Regions from separate parts of the Mus musculus genome. Here region 1 is linked to region 2. A link is a contact called in public promoter capture Hi-C data. All regions are on one chromosome and are shown on one strand. Each heading gives the region's core, a stretch centred on a gene start, on an enhancer-like site or on the middle of the called end of the contact. The rest is flanking DNA. Distances are from core to core; before and after follow the strand shown. Region 1 overlaps Inpp5f (inositol polyphosphate-5-phosphatase F). Region 2 holds the start of Itgam (integrin alpha M).

What was found. Promoter capture Hi-C pulls out the DNA fragments that hold promoters and counts their contacts.
Region 1: a promoter capture Hi-C map of embryonic stem cells shows a contact between it and region 2, with 2.2 times the contacts expected there. The contact joins the enhancer-like site here to the promoter of Itgam in region 2. A contact is called at or near these places in 9 of 39 promoter capture datasets (the 3T3-L1 cell line, the C10 cell line, cranial neural crest and 6 more).

The regions. Positions count from the first base shown.
Region 1 is chr7:128,670,486-128,676,303 of GRCm38.p6, reverse strand. Inpp5f (inositol polyphosphate-5-phosphatase F) reads right to left here. Exons shown (of 20, transcript NM_178641.5): 10 at 882-1,006. Among named protein-coding and RNA genes, the nearest start is that of Inpp5f, 62 kb to the right of the region's middle. Within about 2 kb of position 3,668, at least 186 of the 459 cell types and tissues checked have an H3K27ac peak or open chromatin away from gene starts, as enhancers often do. A contact at or near this core is called in embryonic stem cells, pre-B cells and stem cell-derived epiblast-like cells, where this site is marked.
Region 2 is chr7:128,058,576-128,064,389 of GRCm38.p6, reverse strand. It overlaps Itgam (integrin alpha M), which reads right to left and starts at 1,750. Exons shown (of 30, transcript NM_001082960.1): 1 at 1,620-1,750. The coding sequence starts at 1,647. It also overlaps the pseudogene Gm22809.

The DNA.
Region 1 (5,818 bases), core at 2,419-4,918, 610 kb before region 2:
GTGAGGGGCACACGTGCCATGGTGTGCACATGTGGAGTGAGGGGCGCACGTGCCATGGTGTGCACACGTGGAGTCAGGGGACAACTTTCAAAAGTTGGTTCTCTCTGCCATACAGATTCCAGGGATCAAATCAGGTTGTCCAACTTGATAGCAGATGTCTTTACCCATCCAACTATCTCGCCAGCTTCTTAGGATCTTTAATAAGTAGCTCAAAATTCTTAAAAAGAATAAGTAAGCCGGGTCTGGTGGCACAAGCCTTTAATCCCAGCACTCGGGAGGCAGAGGCAGGCAGATTTCTGAGTTTGAGGCCAGCCTGGTCTACAAAGTGAGTTCCAGGACAGCCAGAGCTACACACAGAAACCCTGTCTCGAAAAACAAAACAAACAAACAAAAGAATAAGTATAGGTAATTCTATACCTATTTGCACTTGAAAGCACATGTACAAACACCAAAGCAATGCATGCATATGCCTCTTTCCCCACAACTCCTTACAACCTAGGCAAATTCACAGGCAGAACAAGCATTGTGGCAAAGTGGATCCTGCTTTCAGAATAAACATAAATTAAAGATGTCAGCAACAGGATTCACCAATAGCTGACCATCCAGAGCAGGCTAGGAGTTATCCTGGGGACAGAGGTGTTGCTAACAGTATGAAGACAGCCAGAAGGATACCTGTGGCTTTCAGCCGCTGTGATTATGTGTCCCAGTACATTTTGGAACAGAAAGACTGTAAAAACTTCAGCAACAACTTAAAGGCAAACAGCTTAAAGCAAAGGCCACAGACATGAACAGCAGGTAAACCTCACATCCTTCCCTTCTGAGCAGAGAGGAAGGGAAAGAGCAGAGAAGGTTAAGCCGCTTCCCTCTGGGGACGCCCTTACCAGTGCTCATGGAAATCGAAGGAGACATAGGTGAGCTTGGGGTTGTTGAAGAGCAGCACCTGCTTCAGGTAAGCATCACCAATAATCTTCTCCCTTCCAGCCTGGTCTACCAAGTTAACAATAACCTGTGGTAATGATGAGCAAGAAAGTAGCAATATTAACCAGACCTCAGAACTGGAAGGCCAGTGGAACAATTCATTTGGAATTACATTTTACAAATATAGCTGTGCTTAGTTAGAAACTAGTCTACTCAAGCACCAATTTTACCATAAAATTAAAATATCTGTCATATAAGTTTAGCTGTATGAGAGCTGTTAACATCAATGGTAATAGTCCTGTAAATTTGCAATAGCCAACCAAAACACAAAATAAAACATGCTTCTTTTTTAACAGCAAAGGTTTTTTTTAAGATTTTTAAGTTTGTGTGTGTGTGTGTGTGTGTGTGTGTGTCTGTGTGTGTGTCTGTGTCTGTGTCCAGCCCTGGGGGTCAGAGGCATCAGAGGCCCCTGGAACTTGAGTTACAGACAGTTGTATGTGGGTGCTGGGAATTGAACCTGGATCCTTCTGGACCTTCATGGTCTTGACTGCTGAGTCCAACCTAAATAGTAGGTATTTTGAATAGGCAGAATAAGTTTAAAAAAAAAAACCCTACAAATGAGATAGCATAAAACTACTGAAATATGTAAAAGGAAATCTGAATAGACATAAATATGTACCATGTTGCTGAATCTCAAGGTCCAATATTGTAAAGATATCAAGGCTTTCCAATTAATCTATATACTCAACCATCCCAATCAAAATTCAACCAGGATCTTTTCATGGAAAAGATAACTTAATTCTAAAAAAGTAAATATTCTCAAAAAGTAAATATTTGGAAAAAAATGAAAAGCAATAAACACAGAGAAATTTGCCCCATCTGGAACAATTCTATATAGTCTATGTAGCAAGCAAGACTGTGAAACTAAAGATAGGCAACTGACAGAGGAGAACAAGGCTGAGGGCCAAAGACCTGAGTCCACTGAGGCAGGAAGGGTAGGTAGCTAAGCACACTGCTGTGAGCAAGCACAGATGACCATCAGGGGCCCTGGGACGACAACTGTCTGTCTACAAGGAAAAGAGACTTATAAAAGAGTTCCCTATATCTCTTTAATGAAACACAAAATAAACTCTAGATACATCAATGACCTAAATGTTATTTAAAAAAAAAAAAAAAGCCACAAAAAAAGTAGTAGTTTTTGCACAGCTGTAGGTGGAAGCATGACCTCCCAAGCATAAAATAAAAACCAGAAGACAAAGATGATGTTTCCGATGTGACAACAGGAAAAATTTAAATCTGTGTACAAGTGACATTATCAGCAAAGGTTTAAAAAAACAAAACAAGGAACTCTCATGAGAATGTACTTGCCACAGAAAATCAACACTTTATAGAGTACCATAAACAGAGTAAGAAAAAACTGGGTACAAAAGACCCCAGTGAGCAAGATGCTACAGTCCCTACTAACAGTAAATTGCAAATGTCAGGATATAAAAGAGGTTTTAACCTACTGACGGGTAAATTTAAATAACTGAACAGAGTCAGCATTGGTGAACATGAAAAACAACAGCGGGGTCCCATTGCTACTGAGAATAGAAGCTGTGTGATCCCTTAAAAACGGTTTCTAATTTCCTGCTGCTTGTGTTGGGTGGGCAGGGCAAGTCTGAGGATTTTCAGTGCTTCTGGTGCAGTATCTCTGAATGCTAAATATCAACTTTAAGTGTATATGCTGTTTAATTCAACAAGTTTGCCTTCACAAATTCATTCTGCAAAAACAAGTTCCCTAATTCTTAGACTTTTAAAATTGTCTTTACTCTCGGTGGGGGGCACATGTATAAGCATGTGCAGGGGGCAGAGTTAGAGAACTTTATGGCGTCTGCTCTCACGCCCCGCCCCCTTACGTGGGTGCCAGGGATGAAAATGTACACATGGGTGATAAGGCTTGCCCATCAAGTGCTTGACCTGATGGGCCATCTTGCCAGCTCTTCACTTTGGATTATTTTGTTTTTGAGGCAGGGTCACACTATGTAGCCCTGGCTGTCCTGGAACTTGGTATGTAAGCCAGGTCAGCCTCAAACTCACTTTGTGCTGGACTAAAGGTGTGCACCATTATAACCAATTTGTTTTTTCAAACTGAGTTCTTATATAGCCCAGGCCTTGAATTTACTGGATAGCCTAGGCTGGACTAATCCCCTTTACAACCTCTATAGTCTCCTCCTGAGTGCTGGGATTATAGATACACACCATCATTCCCAATTTAGAACTTTTCCTTTTTTCTGCCAGCCTTTGCCTCCGGAGGTGTTGGGATTAAAGGCATGTGCCACCACTGCCTAACCTAAGAATTCTGGGGAAAAGACTAACAGCCAGAGACTTCACTGCAGAACAGTATGTGCACTGCCAGCTCTTTGTGACTTCAGCCCATGGTGAATGTGCGGGTGTCAGGTGACCTTGCTACAAACAATAGATTGCTAACTCAAATCTCAAGGCAAGCCTGGAAGCCGCAAGGCTGAGTGCAGTGACTTCAGTAAACCACTGAGGACTCGGGTTCTTTCTGCCTTTCCCTCTGCCATTCCCTCATTGCTTCCCCAGCAGCACACTGGATAAACGCCCGACTGCTTCATTCACCATCTTGAGACAGATGCAAAAGTCCCTAACATCAAATCCTGACAAAGCAGCCTCAGGGGCACTGTGGGTTCCGGTATATCTTTTATTAGAGCAGGAAGCTTTTCCCACATCAGACCTTCTGTCAAACAGCTCCAGCCTAAACCAATTATGAGCTAGCGCAATGCAGCCACACGGATGAGTCACCCTGACCGTGGGCCCCTCATCGCAGAAAGCAATTACCCAGGAGAAGGACACAGATAACACAGATAAATGAACACTGCCAGGCTCCTGCTGGAGGCCAGGAGGTGTCTGCTCAGCGCCCGCCTCTAGATATTGACGTGCGTCAACGGGGAGCAGGGACAAGTGTGGGAAGAGGTTATTTCCTGGCGTGCACACCTCAGTATTGCTCCTTTTAACAATTTGTGTTGCATTTAAATATGGCTTATTCTTTCTAATGCTACTTACAATTAGGAATATCAATAATGCATGAATCAACACGAATCAACACATTATTAAGGAACTCAATGCAGAATAAGACCAAATCATTCCTGACCACATCCAGTCCTTCATGCCGCCCTCAGCAGCCGCTGGCTCTGATGCTGCAGTGAGGCTCTTGCATAAGCACCCGTGACTGAGCACACTTGGAGTCCTGTTTGCCGATTTAAGTGCTAATTGCTCTGCATCCTTTCCCAGACTTGACGCTTCTCAGCGGTTCCCCTCAGCTCCCCAGTGTGTGAGTCATGGCTTTAATTTGCATTTCCCTGATGATTAATGAGATGACGCACCTTCTCTGATGGATTTGACTTTATAAAATATCCTTGTACATAAAATCCTGTTACATTATTCTGTCCAGTTTTTTTTGTATTGTACATCCTTTTTAATGGGTTTAGAAGACATTTAAATGTGCTGCGAGATAACAGACCAAATCTTAACTATTAAAGATTTATTTTATGTGTGTTTTGCCTACATGTACCTGTGTGTACCATGTGTGTGCCTGCTGCCCTCAGAGCTCAAAAGGAGGTGTCAGATTCCCCGGAAGTGGACTTACTCATGGTTGTGAGCCACCATATGTATTCTAGGGTTGGAACCTGGGTCCTCTACAAGAGCTCTTAACTCTCCAGCCTCCCCTAATCTCTGAATTACCTTTCATTCTCTTCATAATGCCTTTTTAAAAAGTATTTATTTTATGCATGCGTTTCAATTGTGCATAACCAGAAATAACAAATAGTAAAAAATCGTAAAGTAAAAATCAAGTTAGTCCCTTTCCATTATGGTTAGCGTTGTTGTTTTGTACATGTATGTATCTTTGTGTGGTGAATACACAGCATAGCACATGTGCAGAGGTCAGAGGTCAACCTTAGATGTAGGCCTTTGTCTTCCATCCTGTTTGGGGCAGTGTCTGTATTGGTTACAGCAAGCTGGCCTACAGAGCTCTAGGATTCTCCTTTCTCCACGTCCAAGCTCTCCTTAAGAGCCCTGAGATTACACATTCAGGGCCTCGAACTCACAGAGATCCTCCTGCCCCTGGCTCAGAGTGCTGGGACTGAAGACACATGTCATGTCACCTCTTCTCTTCTCTTCTCTTCTCTTCTCTTCTCTTCTCTTCTCTTCTCTTCTCTTCTCTTCTCTTCTCTTCTCTTCTCTTCTCTTTGTGTGAGTGGGTGCTGGGACCAAACCCAGATCCTCTGCAGAGCCGTACATACTCTTAATCGCTGAGACATCCCTCCAGCCCAAAAATAACTATTTCCTGGTTGGGCATTATTCTTTATCAAGTGACTAATAAAATGTGATAGACAATCATACATTTGAAACAAAGAAAGATAAGGAAACTGCTTTTATAAATCCTGCTCATGACTCAGTTTGAAACACTATGCTGTCTTCTGAAATCTTTAATGTTTAACCTTTTACATTCAGATCAAGAGTCTTTCTCAGAATTATACACACACACACACGCGTGTGTGTGTGTGTGTGTGTGTGTGTGTGTGTGTGTAGTGGGTATCAAAAAGAAAAGTATAGTTAAGTATTATCATGTTTTATTTTAATTGATAATTACATTCAAAGTGCCTTACCAACTTGTGTTATTGCTAGCAATATATGAGTTTCCATTTTTAAAAGCAAATACCTGCTTTTATCTATTATAAAACTATCTAAATTTTGAATATGATTATTAAATAATGATTGTTTTTCTTTCCTACTTTTTTTTCTTCCTGTTGCCTATGAGTCTCTGGCTGAAGCTACATGAACTAGACACTAGTCTGGGAAGAACGGAAGACATGCAGCACTGAGTCTGTCCATTCCT
Region 2 (5,814 bases), core at 501-3,000:
CTCCCATTCTACCTCTCAAATGCTGGGGGTGCAGGGGTGGGCCACCACACAGAAATCCATCCTCTTTTTCTACAGAAGACCAGCTGGTTACACAGTGAGTTCCAGACCAGCAGGACTGCATAGTAAGACCATAGAGGAAAAGGTGGTGTTGGTGTGGTTGTTTCAAGACAAGGTTTCTTTGAGTAGCCCTGGATATCCTGGAACTATCTCTGTAGAACAGGATGGCCTCAAACTCTTAGAGATCCACCTGCCTCTGCCTCCCCAGTTCTGGGATTAAAGGTGTGTGCCATCACACCCAGCTTGAAGAGCTTTTCAAGACAGTGTCTCACACATCCTAGGCTGAAGACCATCTTAAGCTCCTGATTCTCCTGCCTCTACACCCCACCCCCAGGGTGCAGGAATTACAGGTGTACACTACTGTATCCAGTTTATCTGGTGCTAGGGATCAAATTGAGAGCTTTGTACATACTAGGCAAGCCCTGGGCTTCACCTCTATCTACCAAGTTTTCATCAAGGAATCTCAAACTGTAGCCCATTATCACAATTTTTGTGATACAGGTTTATCCAGGAGATGAATGAGACTCTTAAGGAGTGACATTTCACTTCACTGGGAGTAAAGCTAGCATCCTCTATCATTGATGGATGATAGATGTTTGTCTTTTAAGACAGGTAGCAAGAGTATTTAACCCACAGGCCAAATATGCTGACGCAGGCTCAAAGGCCTGCACAAATGCCTATGATGGGGTATGACCAGTCCCTTTCTAAGCCCACAATGGCCTCTTCCCCCACTGTCACAACCACAATGGTTTACACAACAAAGGGCTCAGTTAGAAATTTTCCTTCCTATGCAAGTTTCAAGTAGTTCCTTCCCTTCTTGACTCCCTCTCTACAAAAGTAGACATAAAAGGAAACAAAACAGTTTTTTTTTTTGATTATCAGTCATTCAACAAACATCCACACTAGGTTCTTGGTAATTAGAACGTAAGACTAAGGAGAAGTGGTATGTGTTGAAACACAGCCGGAAATGTATCCGCTGCGCTCCCTGGTGCAGCTCCTTCACCTCTCTGGATCCTGGTAGCCTGTCTGCCAAACAACCCTCACAGCATCGATGGATTTAGTCCTTCATCCATGCATCCCTAACTATTCCTCCTGCCTACCTCTGCTCTTTTTCTTTTGGAATCCTTTATCCTTCCCTAATGCCCTTTGCCTCTCCTCACCTAGCTCCTTCCTATTCCCTGACCTTTCTCTCCACTCACAGATCCAAAAGATCCCCCTCCCCTTTTGATACCCGCTACTGACTTCCACTAGCACTGCACACACCTGATGGATAGACCTGCATCCAGGTAAAACACCCACACACTCAATGATTCCCTTTTTTCAAAGAAATGCCAAGAGTTTGTCCAGCAAGGTGACTCAATTGGTAGAGGTGCTTGCCATTAAACACCGACCACCTGAGTTCAAGTCTCGGTATCCACATTCCCTAAAACCTTTGATCTCTCCCCACCTACTCCTTCCTATGACCTTCCTCTCCATTCATAGATCCAAGAGATCCCCTCCTTTCCAATCTGAGGACCCCCTTCTCCCCACCCTGAGGATCCCCCAAGACCCCGCCGACATACCTGTGACCAGAAGAGCTTTAAGAGTCATGACTTAAAGGAACAAGGCCCTGAAAGAAGTGTGAACTGTGGTATTTCAGGCACCACAGACACTTTGAGGAAGCCACCAAGGCCAGGAGGGAGGGGTAAAAACAGAGAAGTATGAGGAAAAAGCTATGAGAGACTCAAAGAAAGAGGGCGGAGGCTCTACAAGCACCCAGCCCTCTGTAGCCTTCCTCCGGGAGAAAACAGTCCCTGATGCCGTTTCCTGGCCCGAACCATCAGGGTTACACCCAAAGGTGCCATCTGACACCCGTCTACCTCTGGGATAGCTCAAATATTATGGAAAAAAAAAAAAAAAGCTAAGTAGTAGGCTCAGTGTTTCGGATCAGGCTGGTCTCCCAGGGGACCCACATCTTGCTCCCAGTACCCACATGGAGGCTCAGAAACTGTCTATAACTCCAGTCCCAGGGCATCTGGTGCTCCCTTCAGCACTCATGCACAGACAAACATGCAGGGAAAACACCCACATACATACGGCATAACAAATCTCTTCAAAAAGAAAAAACAGCCAAGAGTTGGTCCAGCTAGGTGACTCAGTTGGTAAAGGTGTTTGCCACTAAGCGCTGACCACCTGTGTCCAATCCCCAGTTTCCATACGGTTGAAGAAAAGAACCAGCTCCTCCCAGCTCTCCTCTGATCTCTCCATCCACGCCATGGTACATGCGCACACATACCCAAAGAGGAAAGAAACCATCGGCGTCTAGCCATAGTGTGGTGCTCTATATAATTCATGAAAGTATTTTGAAAACAGAACTTGATGTTATTATACACAGTGGAACTGAAGGATGTATTGGGAGATATTTAACCATTCCTGCCTTGCTGCATGTGGAGTCTACTCGAAGTTCTTGTTCTTAAAAAACAGTGGTTTCTCGTACTTACCTGGCAGGGGAGACACTATGATCAGGAAGGTAGTTTTCCCAAGCGAGGCACACCCATTGCACTTGGAATGTGCTGACCCGTGATTTTCCCAAATCTAGGATACTCGACTACGTGACTTATGGTATGGGGCACTGTGTACATTTCCCTTGGCTGAGAAAAAAAGTGGTTTCTTTACTCTCTGGGTTGTGTTTTGTTTTGTTTTGTTTTGTTTTTGTCTTGTTTACATCTACTTATTTATTTGGTGCGTGTGTGTGTGTGTGTGTGTGTGTGTGTGTGTGTGTGTGTGTGAATGCTTGTGGGTTTCAACTGTGTAAGTATGAAGGTCAGAGCACAGCTTGCTGGAGTCAGTTTTCTTCTTCCACCATGCAGGTCTCAGGGATCAAGGTCAGGTCCTCAGGCTTGGTGACAAAGCACCTTTACCTGCCACCTCGTGGACCTTGTTCTCTACATTATCAATGTGTTGTCCAAGCTGATCTTGAGCTCACTGACTCAGTCATCCTCCTGCCTCAACCTCCCCAGCCATAGACCTACAGGCATGCACCCAGGCCTGGCTTCCTTCTCTTCATCTTGACACATTTTCTATTGTTCCTAGTTATATTTTACAATAGTCGACGGAAGTAGATGTTTACCTGCTGGAAAATAGATAAATAAAATTCTATATACTTTGTTTCAAAGTTATTACATGCACACTCAGACACACACACATGTGGGGCAAGTGGAACCATGCCACCAGACAGAAGAACTGGTAAGACTGAGTTCAAATCCTTGAATCTCCAGAACCCATGTGAATTGTAGGAGTGGGCTCAACTCCCTGCCTAATTCTACCTGCTCTGGAACGCATAACCATGACACCCCACTGAGAGCCATGGTAGCCAGTCATACAGCATAAAAACCCTGGAGTTCTCCATGCTAATGAGGAATCTACATAGGCCCCAGTGTTCAGCCAATGAGCTTCCCTTCCTGGGCAGTCCTTCCCACAAGAGATATTTAATCCCTGTCTCACCCTGAGTAAGGTGCATGCATTCACATCTGCCATCTAATAAAGCAGTTGGAACAAGGACCACGTTTTCATTAAGGATGGGGGGTAGGGGTGTTAAAGAGCCATGCCTAGAGAAGGCGAGAGGACCTTCTCTCTCCCAGCCCCTCCGCACTCTCGTGGCACTCACTCAGAATCAAACTGGGCTCCCAGACTCTAGTGTTTGCCTCAACCGGGGACTTCATTCTGCCTCACCTGGGCGAGCAGCACTCCAGCAGTGCTCCAGGCACCCCTGAGGCAAGGCAGCGGAGCAGCCCAGCCTGGCAACACAGAGGCTGAGCAGGTAGCTCAGTGAGTTAAGTGCCTGCTCCACAGGTATAAAGGCCGGAGTTGGGATCTCCAGAACCCATGTGAAGGATGAGTGTGGTAACACCTCTCTTAACCGCAGCACGGAGGACAGACTGCGGCTCACTGCGGCTCACTGCGGCTCACTGCGGCTCACTGCGGCTCACTGCGGCTCACTGCGGCTCACTGCGGCTCACTGCGGCTCACTGGCCAACCAGTCTAGCTGATCAATGAACTTCCACACTCAGTGAAGACCCTGTTTCAAAAAAGTAGAGAATGATAGAGGAAAACACCTGACAACTCCAACCTCTGACCTAAGCATGAATACACATGCATGGTGTGTAAATACACACACACATATATGAAGACACCCATGCAAAGACATACATATACCACATACACACATACACCAAAAAATTAAAATGTAATGTGACACATATCTATAGTCTCAGCATTCAGAGGCTGATGCAGGAGGATTACTATGAATTCAAGATTGACCTAGGATATAAATTAAGACATTACCTCAATATATATATATATGTGTGTGTATATATGTGTGTGTATGTGTGTGTGTATGTGTATGTAGGTGTATATATATATATGTATATATATATGTGTGTGTGTGTGTGTGTATGTATATATATATATATATATATATATATATATACATATGTGTGTGTGTGTATGTGTGTGTGTGTGTGTGTGTATGTAGGTGTATGTATGTATGTATGTATGTATGTATGTATATATCTCCCAATGGGTGGCCTGACACCCATGCTCATATGGAAAGCACTAATTGAACATTCGGGATTATTTCTAGCAAAGAAAGACATGAAGTTAATGTGGTGTCTTAGATGGGGGACTGTTGCTATGATAAATACCATGACCAAAATCAGCTTGAGAGGAAAGTGTTTATTTGTCAGAACAGGAACTCAGACAGGGCAGGAACCTGAACTACTTACTCAGCCTGCATTCTCATAGAACCCAGAACCAGCCGGGCAGTGGTGGCGCATGCCTTTAATCCCAGCACCTGGGAGGCAGAGGCAGGCAGATTTCTTAGCACAGAGTTCAAGGCCAGCTTCGTCTACAGAGTGAGTTCCAGGACAGCCAGGGCTACACAAAGAAACCCTGTCTCGAAAAATCCAAAAAAAGAAAAAGAACCCAGAACCACAGGCCCAGGATGGCACCACCCACAGTGGGCCGGGCCCTCCCCCATCAATCACTAATTAAGGAAATGCCTTACAGCCAGGTCTTATGGAGACATTTCCTCAGTAGAGGTTTCCTCTTTCAGATGCCCCTAGCTTGTGTCAAACTGACCTAAAACTAGCCAGCACAGTGAGTGACAAGGAAAGAGTTCCAGGGCATGATGGTAGATAGGTATTTTGATCACAAAATACGTTGTGTGATGTATAGAAATTTCAAAGATTAAATAATATTCTTTTGAAAACAAAAATTAAATATAAATGAATAAATATTGTCATCTCCAAGATAGTGAATTACAAACACAAGGCAGTTAACAGTTACTTCCTTGTAAACCAGTCCAAAACTTAACAGCTTAGCACAGCACTTTATTGTGGTGGTTATTACTGTTGTGGTGGGTTCATTGTTGTGATAGGTTGTTATTTTTGTAGTGGGTTATTGTTGTGGTGTGGGCCTGTATACTGGAGGCTTTCCACAGAGATCTCTGGCCTAGCCAGGTGCGAGGGTTCAGGCAAAGGGAGCGAACTCAGGGGGGGTGGTGCGGGGAGTGCCTCTGCTGCTGCAGCTGCCTCCACAGCTGCTGCTTCTGCTTCTGTTGCTCCAAGACACCGCACTGGTCACTGGTCGCTCTGCACTGAGTCAGACTGGGTTGAGCTGACTAGCCAGTGAGGGGTGCCGGGGGAAGGGGTAGCTTCTGGTGGCGTTTTGGGAGAGCAGGTCTCTCCCCTGGCTTCAGTGATACAGCTCCTATGACAG